Regions from separate parts of the Mus musculus genome. Here regions 1 and 2 are each linked to region 3. The links are chromatin contacts, called in public Hi-C and targeted proximity ligation maps. All regions are on one chromosome and are shown on one strand. The core of a region is the stretch at or near the end of the contact, and the rest is flanking DNA. Distances in the headings are between cores, read along the strand shown. Region 1 has its middle 230 kb from the start of Trpm3. Region 2 has its middle 140 kb from the start of Trpm3. Region 3 has its middle 100 kb from the start of Cemip2.

What was found. A called contact is a pair of places that touch in the nucleus more often than the background predicts.
Region 1: a contact with region 3 is called in a Hi-C map of adipose-derived mesenchymal stem cells, with 1.6 times the contacts expected there. A contact is called at or near these places in 2 of 39 promoter capture datasets (cranial neural crest and neural stem cells) and 1 of 484 Hi-C or Micro-C datasets (adipose-derived mesenchymal stem cells).
Region 2: a contact with region 3 is called in a targeted proximity ligation map of heart atrium, with 18 times the contacts expected there. A contact is called at or near these places in 5 of 130 datasets of targeted methods (the NIH/3T3 cell line, embryonic basal ganglia, embryonic forebrain and 2 more).

The regions. Positions count from the first base shown.
Region 1 is chr19:22,220,064-22,224,340 of GRCm38.p6, forward strand. It overlaps a transcript of Trpm3 not described here. Among named protein-coding and RNA genes, the nearest start is that of Trpm3, 230 kb to the right of the region's middle.
Region 2 is chr19:22,303,070-22,307,116 of GRCm38.p6, forward strand. It overlaps a transcript of Trpm3 not described here. Among named protein-coding and RNA genes, the nearest start is that of Trpm3, 140 kb to the right of the region's middle.
Region 3 is chr19:21,881,124-21,885,354 of GRCm38.p6, forward strand. No RefSeq gene overlaps it. Among named protein-coding and RNA genes, the nearest start is that of Cemip2, 100 kb to the left of the region's middle.

The sequences.
Region 1 (4,277 bases), core at 1,733-4,232, 340 kb after region 3:
GGTGCTGAGTGATCCAGAGTTTCTTACTCTCTACACATTGTCCAATTGTGGTTCTCTGTGTTATTCCCAATCTACTGCAAGAAGAAACTTCTCTAATGAAGCTTGAGTAATGCTGTGATCGATGGACACAGCAATTATGTCATTAGGAGCCATTTTATTGCTATGCTCGCATAGCAGAATAGTAGTTGTAGGTTTCATCCTTAAGACCGTGATCGAAGTGATTTCAGGTTCTTATCCACTTTAGCCATGTCAGCTGATGCAGTGAACCTTAAATCCAGTCATTGCTTATTCCCATGACCTCTGTACCACTATTGCACCAGTCCCCTTGCAGGCAGGTAGCTGTTGTAGGAGGTCTCAGAGTTTGTAGTTGCTTGATACTAATAATTAAGTATTCCCTCTGTAGTGTGCAGAGAACCTTCAAGCACCATAAATGCTAGTCAGTCAGGTTGAAGCTTATACTTAGGCACCAGATCTTCTTCTCATTGTTCAATGACACATATTACATGTTCAGCAAGAGGGCCTTATCATCAGGTTGTAGTGTATAACCACAAGCCTATGCTGGTTGGGTGTGTGGTGGTGGTAAGGTAGGTGGTAATACCCATCAATAGCACTGAGTGTTTTATTTGATGGCATAAGATGTTTTATTTGGGGCATTGTCTTTCTTAGCATAAACACATAGAAATGAAATAAAACGACATATTTGAGAGACTCCACTTTGGATATTTGCCATGGTCATATAGTTGGTGGTAAGAGATGATCATCTCAGCTTTGGACGTCTCCCTTCTCCTTCTGTTTCATGTGTAAAAGCTTTACTTGGTTCTCTGGCTAGAGCCTGTTTTATATTGTTTCCTAGAACCTTTTTGTGTAGGGTTTGCATCAATGGCATCTTTTCAAAGGCTTGCCCGTGAATTATAGAGCATCTCTGTATAGACCTTCAATCCCATGACTGGAGGAATATGAGATCCAAAGACAAGAACAGCAGGTTTGAGCAAACACATTCCTGTGCAGCTCTTGATTTTGAAGTTTGCATCCAAACCAGTCTGTGAGGTGGGCTTCCTTTAGTTGGTGCTCCAGCAATGGCTGCACTGACGTATATCTGATTTGGCTCTGAGCATACTTCTCTTCAGCAGCTTATCGAGAGACTGTCCTGGCTAGTTTTATGTCAATTTGACACAAGCTCGAGGAATTGGACAGGAGAAAACCTCAATTGAGAAAAATGCCTCCATAAGATGCCCTGTAAGGCATTTTCTTTTATTTTTTAAATTCATTAACTAAAGTCCCTCCCTCCATCCTCCTTACCCTTCACCTCCTTACCCCTCTGCATATCCCTCCACCCTGGCACATCAAGTCATTGCATCTTCTCCCGCTGAGGCCAGAAAAGGTGGCCATGGAGACTGAGTTGTGTATCTGCTACATGTGTGTGGGGCCTCATAACAGCCCATGTATGTTCTTTGGTTAGAGGCTCAGTCTCTGAGAGCTCCCAGGGGTCCAGGTTAGTTGACTCTGTTAGTCTTCTGCATTTTCTTAATTAGTGATCAATGGAGAAGGACCCAGCCCATTAGGGGTGGTGCCATCCCTGGACTGGTGGTTCTGTGTTCTATAAGAGACAGGTTGAACAAGCCAGTAAGCCGCTCCTCACCATGGCCTCTGCATCAGCTCTTGATTTCAGGTTCTGGCCCTGTTTCAGTTCCTGTCCTGACTTTCTTTGATGAATACAAATATGGAAATATAAGCCAAGTAAACCTTTCTTGGGAGATTTTGGGAGGAAAAGGAAGTTGCATTTTGGTCATGGTGTTCGTTGCAGCAATAGAAACCTAACTAGGACAGACTCTAAGTCCATGATTTTGAGATTCATATTGTATGAACACATCCTCATGGTAACTGTGCCTATAACACATGGTAACTGTGCCTTATTAAAAAAAAAATCTACCAATGAGGGCATTATTGACAGAAAAGGCCAAAAGAAACAAAAAAGAAAAAGAAACAAAAGAAAAGAAGAAATTGACAACAGCAAAAACATCTTTAAGAATGATAATGTTTTTAAAATAAAGAAAGCTGATCTTACAGTGACTAATAAACTTCTAGGCTATTTTGCTGAAAGTGAGATTTGAATTTATGCTGATCAAATTTGTTGCAGATAAAGATGACTGCTGTCTCTTGCTCGGCACAGAGGTTCTGTTGGGGAAACACTGCATTCTTTTAAATTACAGCCAAGAATATTACTTCTATATTACCCATTCACTTCTTCACTTTTGCTATTCCCCAAGGCCACAGTTCCATTAAGGCCAGGGACAGAAAAGTCGGGTGAGCAAACCAGCCCATTTCAATAGACAGAAATTTGCTCACAAAGTAGAACATTATCTTCCATATTGCTCTGCAGTTGCTTTGGCAGTCATTGTCCTTTATGGCAGACTTATGGAGAAGCTGTGAGCTGAGCACTTATTTGGATCTAGGATTTCCTGTCTAATTCTTAAGAAGAGAAAAGGAAGGATAAAGATTAAGAGCATCATTTAAATGTGAGCCAGCGGAGCTTACTACAGAATGAGTGGGACTGTGATTTGTGCAGGGAGGACCAGCTAATTTGGATGTGTGACCTGACTGCAGACAGTGTCCTCAGTTCCTGAAAAATGAAGCATCTGCCAGATGCACTGTGATGTTAATTAGATGCTGGACCAGATAGAAGTGGATGGATACAAAATCCAGACAAATGAGAGGGGGCTGAGGAGTCCTCTTTGTATGCGAGGGAGAGGATTGCTGTGGAGGCTCTTTTTTTTTTTTTTTTTAAACAATATCACATGTCTGCTTATTCATGAACACTGATTCCTTGTGAAGTTTACAGATCTCTGTGTTTGAAATATGGGGCGTGTTGAGTATGAAAATGCTCTCTAGAGACTTTTACCACAACGATTTGATGAGAAATAACATGAAGTTGTATTTCTACATACAATGCCTCTTGCCTCTTTAAAAGTAACAGACTTCGCAGGAAGTGGTGATGTTGCAATAAAAATTAAAGCATGCAATGCTCAGAAATGTCAGGGATGTATGCTTCTTCTTTTTTTTTTCAGAAATAACTTTATTCCACTGAGACAATGGCCATGGAGTGATGTGGCTAGCTGCAAACACATGCCTCTAGTCTTACTATTCTGTCCTTCATGGATCTCTCCAGTCATTACTGCATTTCTAAGATATTCTCTGAGATCATTTCCTGTATTCACATACTCTAATTGTGTATGTCCCACCTTTTTCTCACCTCTCTGGGGCTCAGGGCTGTGATCCAAAAAGTAGTAAGAAAGCTTTAGAATCATATCTACATCTACATCTACATCTACATCTACATCTACATCTACATCTACATCTACATCTACATCTACATCATCTACATCTACATCTACAGCTACAGCTACAGCTACAGCTACATATGCTAAGACAAGAGTATGAGTCTCTTTTTTGTGTGCTACTAAGCCATGGCTACATTGTTCAGAAGAATAACCGTCAGTATTGACTGAGAATGTGCCCTATGCCAAAGACTAAACCAAGGGTTCACAAAGATCACCCAGTTTAATTTGTATAGCAACCTATTACAAGTATTGCCCATATTTTATGGTTGTGAACCTACGTTCTAGCCAAGTGAAGTATCATGTCCATAGAGGTGAGAAAGAGCTGTGATCTGAACTCTAACTTATCCTCTTGCCCATTTCTCTGCTTCCCCATCTGAGATAACAGTTTAGACTACAGGCTATGTAGTCTGTACAGCTGCTTCCAGAAGCTTGAAGGTTAGCTCAGTCTCTGCTTACCTTGATTTTATCACTTGCTGTTGCCTGAAATGCCACATACAGGGACATTCTTTGAGTGAGAACACAGCGAGGGCTAATGAGTCATCAGCTGCCAATCAGCTGCCAACTGGATTTCCCGGGTGGGCTCAGGGTTTCATAAGTGTGACAGGCCATTTAATATGGATGATAATGAAAGTTTTAGTTCTCCCTTAAAACATTTTATGCTTTTAAGGCATGCTTTTTGTTTTCCTGTTTTTTAGATTATTTTTGGAATAAAAGAGTTATATAGCCCCATAGAAAAACCAGTCTATGCTTTACAAATATAAATGTGTCTATCAGTGACTTCTAATGGCAAAGCTTTGGTCCAGCTCACACTATGTAATTGTGTTCATTGTAGAATGTTAGAGACCCCAGCCAGAGGGAGGGATATTTTAGAGGATCTCCTATGTGCAACTAGTTGCTTTTGCTTGCACATATGCATAATTTGCGGTGGGGGAGGGGGTG
Region 2 (4,047 bases), core at 77-2,576, 420 kb after region 3:
GAAAGACGTGACATTTGAGTTTTGAATTAAACATAGGAAAACCTGTGGGTGTGGTAAGAGCAACCCCCGGGATGTCGTGCGTGCGGAGAGAGGTTGGCAATCTGGAAAGCAGGAAGCAGGCTGTGTAGCTGTGATCCACAGTGGGGGGCGAAGAACGGGACTAGATCAAGTGTGAGAAGCGGGCAGTGAACGGATGATCTACTGCCTGCTCTCAGTAAGCCCCCTCCAGGAGGCACTGGGTGGAATTCATCACACAGGGCTCTGTTGCATCTCTGCTCTCCCCTCTGAAGGTTGTGGCTCCTGCTTGGGCTTATCTTCGAAAAATACAGCTTTCTTAGTCAAGTAAGCTCTGTCAGCTAGGGATGTAGGGAAGAAAATGTGTGCTAATAGTCTGGAGGCTCTGTGCAGAGATTTCCCCTAAGGAAGGGAGATGGACTGTGCAAAGTGAGCTTTGCACATGAAGGGCAGATCACAGCAAGATCCTGGCTGCTTGCAACAAACAGATTGCAGGAGCTTTGAATAAATTACACGCCCTCCCTCTGTTTGCTTAATGTGAATTACTATTGCTTACTAGCAACAAGTTGATTAGAAAACTATAAAAAAAAATGGTACCCTCAGACAGTCTAGTGACACCTTACACAGTTGCAGCGGCTCCCAGACCTCTCCTCCGTCCATCACAGGCCAATGGAAGTGCATTAGCATCTGCCACATCGTCAGACGTACTCAGGAATAGGTGTTTGGCCCTTGATCTGGTTGGTCGTAGATACCTAGGGGTAGATCTCTGGTGTGACTGTTACATTAGCAGAAATAGGATTTAGAGAAAAGTCACAGTTAGACTGTGTAATTTTTTGCCGTGGCATTATTTTCCTTTTGCAAACATGTAAGGCACTGTCTGAAATTCATGAAGCGAATGGGTTAATTTGCACCTGCAGAGTGATTGTCAAGCCAGCCTGGTGAGAGTTCTCACTGAATCTTGATTTGGAAACTCCAGCTGGGAAGGTGGGCCAGGGGACTCAGCAGGATCAAGTTCTATGCTGGGGAGAGAACCGGGGGAATTGGTGCTTAGCATCAACGAAGAAAGCCCTGCCTGGTGCCGGAGCACTTGAGATGGCTTGGCCCAAGCAGCTTAGGTATTATTCGATTTGGACTTAACAGCCCTGAGATGAAATGGCCTTTCATTCGACGTTGTTAAACAGGGACAAGCTGGGCCTTGCTTCACTTTTGAGTTTGCCAAGTAAATGGATTGCCGACCGCAGAGCAGTACAAGACATTTCTTCTGCACCCGTCTCCCAGTGGCAGCTTTTCAGCTGAGAGCAATACTGTCTTCACTCCCGAGTATACAGAAAGGAAAAGAAAAGGCGGGGGGCGGGGGGGGGGGGGGGGGGGGAATAGGCAACATATCTTTATGTAATGCTTCTAGCGCCCTCTCGTGGCTAGTTCTAAGAATGCAAGTCTGGAATGCTTTCTTGCAGAAGAATCTTGTCTACCCAGAACTGACAAAGGAGGAAGCTGGTATTTTAAACAAAAAAATGCAAAGTACCCATTTACGTCCATTTTACCAGCACACGATGTGTGGAACCGTTACTGAGTTCCTTCCTACCTCCTACACTTCATGAATCTTGGAAAATCTGCTTCTGTTTATGACTGATTTAAAATAAATTGGCATTAAGGAAACAGTAATAAAAATTTGAAAATTTCAATTTTTGACAATGAAAAATATTTTGAACAAAATTTTAATATGCACTATATGTAAATACAAAGTTCATGTGATTTCCAAGTATTTTTTCCTAATTAGAAGTTTGTCCGTTTTTTGCATCTTTTCCCAGAGGGAATATTCTCTTGTATTACTTAGCTGTGTGCACTGTTTAACCTATAGAACACTTAAAAGTTCTTACTGCATTTTATTATTTATTGTGTGTGCACATGTATGTACCTATGTGGCTGTGAATTCTGGGTGCACTTAGATCTGGTCCTTCCACTCTGTGGGTCTTGAGGATTGAACTCAAATCCTCAGGGTTGGCTGCAGTTGCCTTTAACCTCTGAGCCATCTTGTCAGTCTTTTAATGCACAATTTCTTAATAGCAAAATTAACCAGCACTTTCATGAGTGCAGCATTTGAGGAAGAGCATCTTCAGTTTCGTTTAGAAATGTGGGTGTTAACGGTCAAAACAGATGAGACTCATAATTAGAGACACTTGTGTTATAATCTAAGCCTGAAGACACAAAAGGTAGACTGCATCATCTATTGGGCAAACAGGTTAGTTCAATCTTGAAGTACAAAATAGCTAATAGACAGAAAGGCATTGGAAATTAAGTTTTTGAAATAAAGTAAATCACCAATTTTCTACTTTCTTCTGAATTAATGGCGTAATTCAGTGATATTGGTCAGTGGGAGCTCTCTCTGTCTCTGTCTCTCTCTCTGTGTCTGTGTCTCCGTGTGTGTGTGTGTGTGTGTGTGTGTGTCTGCATGTACAAGTGTGTGTAAATAAAAACTGTGTTACATAGACCATGGTGTTTCTCTAGTAGACAAGCTTCTAAATGATGGTGTAAAGACACACTGTGTCTCAGCAGATCATCCGTTAGACGGGATCCTTGGTCTGCTTGGTGCTGTCTTCTGTGTGAGGAGAACTCTCACCACTCAGCAGAAGTCTGAGTGGTGATGACTTGTAATAGAAACGGTTCTTCGAGAGATGAGAGGATTCATGAGGTGGCTGGACCAGGCTCCCCATCACTGGACCTGAACTACCGCTTGAACTAAACATACTTTTTTCAGACCAACAAGGCAGACTTTATAGATAAACTTCCACAGAACTGCATAAAGAATAAGAACTGTTGGGCTACTAACATGAATTAATGTCTTTATAGAGAAATACATTAATTTTGGTTTGATCGGTATTGTTTGTTTTGACTTAAAGTCTGAGGCTATAGCCACTCCTCCGTCTGCTATTGAGAGTCCTCAGGGTCTGACTAACAGATCATCATAACACACTTTTATGCATGTTTCTTTACCCTTATGGTAGTCCATGCTCTTCAAGGGCTGGGGAGAAGGAAGGGGGAGTTATATTATAGGTTTAAAGTTCCAGTCTTGTGAAAGTGAAGACCTTCAGAACAGCAGAGTAAGTGTGCTTAGCTGCTGAAACTGCTGGGATGGGGAATTGATTATATGTTGCACAGACTTTGCCACAGTACAGACATGGATGGAAATAAGTGAAAGTTTTATGAAGAAATTACGGGTAAAAGGAGAAGAATCAGAAGAAGAAAGGCTGGCAAGATGGCTCCGTGCTGAAGGCCCTTGCTGTCAAGCCTGAGTTCCATCCTCAGGACCCACATGAATTTCACCGTGACATTTCTGGTTTTATTAGTAATGTTCTACTTGAAAATGGATTCTTCTCTCCTATAGCATATCCCAAATACAATTCCGCCCCCCTCCCACCCCTCCCGACTCCCACCATGTCCTTCTTCCTCCAAAACCTTATCTTTTTCCCTCCATATCTGCTTCCCCTGCCAATTTCTCTTCAGAAAAGAGCGGTCCTCCAAGAGATGGCAGCCAAAGACAACAAAGCGAATACAGTAAGACAAACCCATCAGGAGGAGGAGAGTCTCAAGGGCAGGCAAGAGTCAGAGATGCAACTGCCCCACAGAACATCAAACTAACAGCCATAACATTCAGAGGACCTGCTCTAGACACATGGACGCCCCCTTGCTTGCCATTGCTTGACTCCTACAGTCTTTCCTACCCCTCTACCACAGGGTTCCCTGATCTCTGAGGGGAAGGATCTGGTGGAAAACTCCAATTTAGAATTTCTCTCTGCAAAGTGTCCAGCAGTTGGTCTCTGCACTCACTCCTGTCTGCTGCAGGGGGAGCAGCTCTGGTCACAAATGGTCAAGGCACTGATCAATGAGTATAGCAGAATACCATTAGGGATTATGTGTGTGTATGAATGGCTTTACCCTAGACCTCTGGACTATCCACTCTCCTGTTCCTGGCCTGCTAGTGTAGGGCATGGGCTCCCTCATGTGTGGGGGCCTCAAGCTAAACCAAACATT
Region 3 (4,231 bases), core at 393-2,892:
GTTGAACTTCATTGTGACCAGGTAAGAAGATGGGTGCAGAGGCTCCTCCATCTTGTTTTCTTGCTGGGGCCATGTCTGGGTTAACTATAATTTGATCTCCTTGATGGAGAATTCCAGGGAAAATGATCCAATTTTATTCTAGGAACCCAAGGTCGGATGTCCTAGGTAACTTAGCTTCTGTTAAACTACCTGTTTCTGTAGAACCTCCAGCTTTTTCTCAGAGTCTGTTAAATTGCTTGCTTCTGTGATGTACCCTCTCCAGCTGCCAAGTGAAATACCAAGATATGGTTTTTACCTTTAAAACCCCTGGACTCTGGACTCCTAGGGCTCTGCCTAGGTCCCTGAACACTTGGGTATAGTCTCAGCTGGCTGGAATAGAGTCCCATTTGACTAGGAACTGGGTCTGAGTGGTTATTTTCTGATGCCATCATATGAGTAGCTATGGCTCAATATAGTCTACACATACTAACAGCGGCAACTTTCTTTTTTTTTTTTTTTTTTTTTTTTTTTTAAAACAGCTTCTTTTTTTTTTTTTTTTTTTTTAATTTATTTATTATTATATGTAAGTACACTGTAGCTGTCTTCAGACACACCAGAAGAGGGAGTCAGATCTTGTTAAAGGTGGTTGTGAGCCACCATGTGGTTGCTGGGATTTGAACTCTGGACCTTCGGAAGAGCAGTCGGGTGCTCTTACCCGCTGAGCCATCTCACCAGCCCGGCAACTTTCTCAATCATGTCTTGATGACAGAGACTGTAAAATGCAATCATGATTCTAAAATGTAACTGGAGATGTTAAAATCTCCGAATAACAAGAAACCATGAATATCTTATGAAACTTAATTTTTATATACATGTGGTCATTGAAATTTATAACCTTCAATCACTGTGACAAACAAGCTTTCCCAAGTTATTCTCTGTTGTGAAGGGGGAAAAAATGAAACCCAGGGTCAAGCAAGCATACTGGGATTGCCTGTAAGTAAAACCTTGTGCTTAGAAGATGTGGCTGTAAATGCCAGTCATGCGTTCTTTTCTCTTCACATTCCTGAGGGCAAACCCTTGTCCTGTCTCCACTCTGCCTTCCATCAGTCACACCTCTTTCTCTTCCCGTCAGTCACTTTGCTTTGTTATTGTCTCTTGTTGTATCGAGGTTGGTTTGTTCCACGGAAATAACAAATGCCTGGATTTCCTGCTTCCCAGAGCTCTGGGGTGAGTTAAGTGTACAGATGTTTATTCCTGGTGACAATCCCTGTTGGCAGGTCATGCAGTGCTTTTGTTTGAGGGCTGGCTTTGCTCCAAGATGCTAGCTGAAGTGGGAATCCTAAGAATTCACTTTCATTTAGATCAGACAATTGAACCAATGGAAGAATGCTTGCCCACTTCTCTCGGCTCCTATATGCCTTAGAACCAAATTTTGTTTGTGCAATCTGCGAGTGATTTTTTTTTTCCCTTCTCATCTGCCAAAGGGTAGGGAGTGGAAGATAATTGCTCAAGGGAAAGCTCTTTGTTCATTGTCTCTGATCTATTTCATAGGAAAATTTCCATAGGAATTCTAGGAAGAGAAACAAGCTGAGGGAGAGAGTGACATTTGAGCTGTTGAGTGTTGGCTGGTTCTGTGGCTAGCCGGGTAGCCAATGAGTGTTCCTAGCCATTGAGTGTTCCTGTCTCCGGTTCTGTGGCTAGCAGCACAGCCAAACCTAAGGAATGTGGGCAGTCTTTGAATTGGAGCTCCATGTCTGGCCACAATGCTAATAGTTCCTCAAGGGATACTTGGTATTTGCTGCTAGGGGCCTCCACTGGCTTTTTTTCTTAGACACAGGCAAACTCTTGAGACCCATTCAAAAGGGTTGCAGTAAGGAAGGATGGTAGAAAGGAGGTAAACATGACTCAGTTTCCCTTTCCTGACAGTCACCTCCCCTTTGTCAGATGTTGCCTAGTGTCAGTGACCTCTTCTTGGGGTTCTCTCTTTCCAGATAGGGAGGGGCATATACCTGGGAAGCCGATATCAGGAAGCTGTGGTCTAGAGAGCTGGCATAGGGAGCAGGGATAGAAATAGACGCTTAGGTGATGTGAACAAAGCCCAAGTAGCTTACAGGAATCAAGAGGACCTGGAAAAACCCCTAAGGCCTGAAGCCTTTGTTTGGAAAGTTTTGCAGCATAGAGGCTGGCCAGGTCTCAAGAAAGCTTTTCCACCAGAGTTTCAAAACAAAATACTGAGGGGGGAAAAAAAAGAAAAAAGAAACCTAGAATAAACAGAAAGCATCTCTCTTTCCTTTTTGTTGGCCAAGTTGTAAGTTCAGCGAGAGGCCTGGTGAGCTGGATATGGAGAGGAGATGTAGTCCACCTCAGAGTAACTGGAGAACCTCGTCTTGCACCACATCCACATTGTAGCACTGCTTTATTAACTAGGTACACTCTCTCAGACCCTTGACCTTCCTGTGAACTATGTAGTCTTGCATATGCCTAGAACAGTTCTTGTTTTTCTATAAGTTTCCCTTTCTTTTGTTAAGTATAGAAAAAATATAGATTTATTATGAATATTATTTTGTCAGTTAAATAATTTATATTATTTATTTTTACCTTTTTTTTAAAGCAAGTCACCCTCCCCCTCTTCCTGACTACCATCAAGGCTATGATGGATGGGTCCTAATGCTGATCCAAGTTAAACCCCCCACCCTTTTTTTTTTTTTTTTTTTTTTTTTTTTGGCCTGGTGGCAAGTAGAGCCACAATGGGTGGATAAACAGAGATCTTTTCTTGGTGTTTCTCTTTCCACTTTCCCCACATTTTCTCTAACACTTAGGTGGTGGTGGGTGGTGGGTAGTGGGTGGTGGATGGCGGGTGGTGGGTGGTGGGTGGGTTGGGGTGGCACAGAAAAGCAGCCTGAATTGAGAACACTCTCAGGTTTTGACAGGCTTTCTCTGTCACTGTTTATAGCTCACTCCTGATTGGTCCCATTCACGATCTCATTTGAATACTGGGACAGGCTCTGTGTAAACATAGTGCTCATTGGATTTTTGCTAGTCTAGCTCCCAGGTCTCATGCATGGCTGGTTCCCAGACCCTCCTGTCCTCATTAGGAGGGAGAAGCCTGAAGATAAGACCTCACAGTCAGGTTTGGGCTGGAGTTGGGTCCTCAGTTCTGGCTAGGGACTTTGTTCCTAGAAGCTCTTGGGAGAAGGAAGACATGTCTTGAGATAAACCCAGCACACACAAGGAAACCCACTCTTGATTCCATCGCTCCTGCTTCCCAGGCAGAGTGTTTGTTCCTGCCTTCAGGGGTCTCTAGTCCCAATTTGAGAGCCTTGGCCTTTGAGATCTGTTACATAAGCAGCAAGTAGGGAGCTCTTCCAGGCCTGCCAATGATGGGAGGTGTGCTGCTCCCGCTGCTATTTGTGGGTGGCCTACTCTTTAGAGACTGGCTCTGCACGGGACTGTTCATGATTGACATCCCATAACATTTACTAACAACTCTCTCAGTTGGGCAGTGGATGCCTGCTGAGACCCAACGGTTGTAACAATGCCAACCTCTCCTGACTGGCTGGCATCCTGCTTCTTGGAACATGCAGTGTTCCACTCTCCCATTTAAGCTGTCCCTCCTGGCAAATAAAAGATGCCCTTGCTGCCTCTTTGCTGCCTGCCGGAAAGAAGGCAGGTCAAGATTCTGAGATGGAGTCAACTGTTTCCATAGAGCCACATTGGCTAGCTTCAAACTTACTATACAGTCCAGGCTGGCTTTGAACTCATAATTACTCTGCTTTACCGTCCCAAGTGAAAGGATTACAGATGTGTCCCACTGGGCTTGGATCAAGAATTGATATGATTTTGCTATTTATTTAACATCTGTTTCCCCCCCCCCCCCCCGCCATGTTCAACAGAAGACATTTACCACAGAAACACCTTTAGAAACATTGCTAAATAGAATCCCTCTTTGTTTCTTGTACCATTTACAAAATATTAGCAGTGCCAAACGTATTATGGTGAGAAGGGCTATGAGCCCCTCTCAAGGAACATGGCGAAAGTAAACATCAGGTACTTACATCCATCAACCATGGCACATATGCTGTGAGTTCTCTAATAGTTCTTTACATTTTATTCAAAGTACTTTACATTGATCGCATATAGTATGTCAATATTGCTCATTAACAGTGGTACTTTCAGGATACTGTTCAGTATGGGTTATGAAGAGATTGCACAGAAAATGTCAGTATTTTGTTTTGTCTTCCCTGGTTACTAT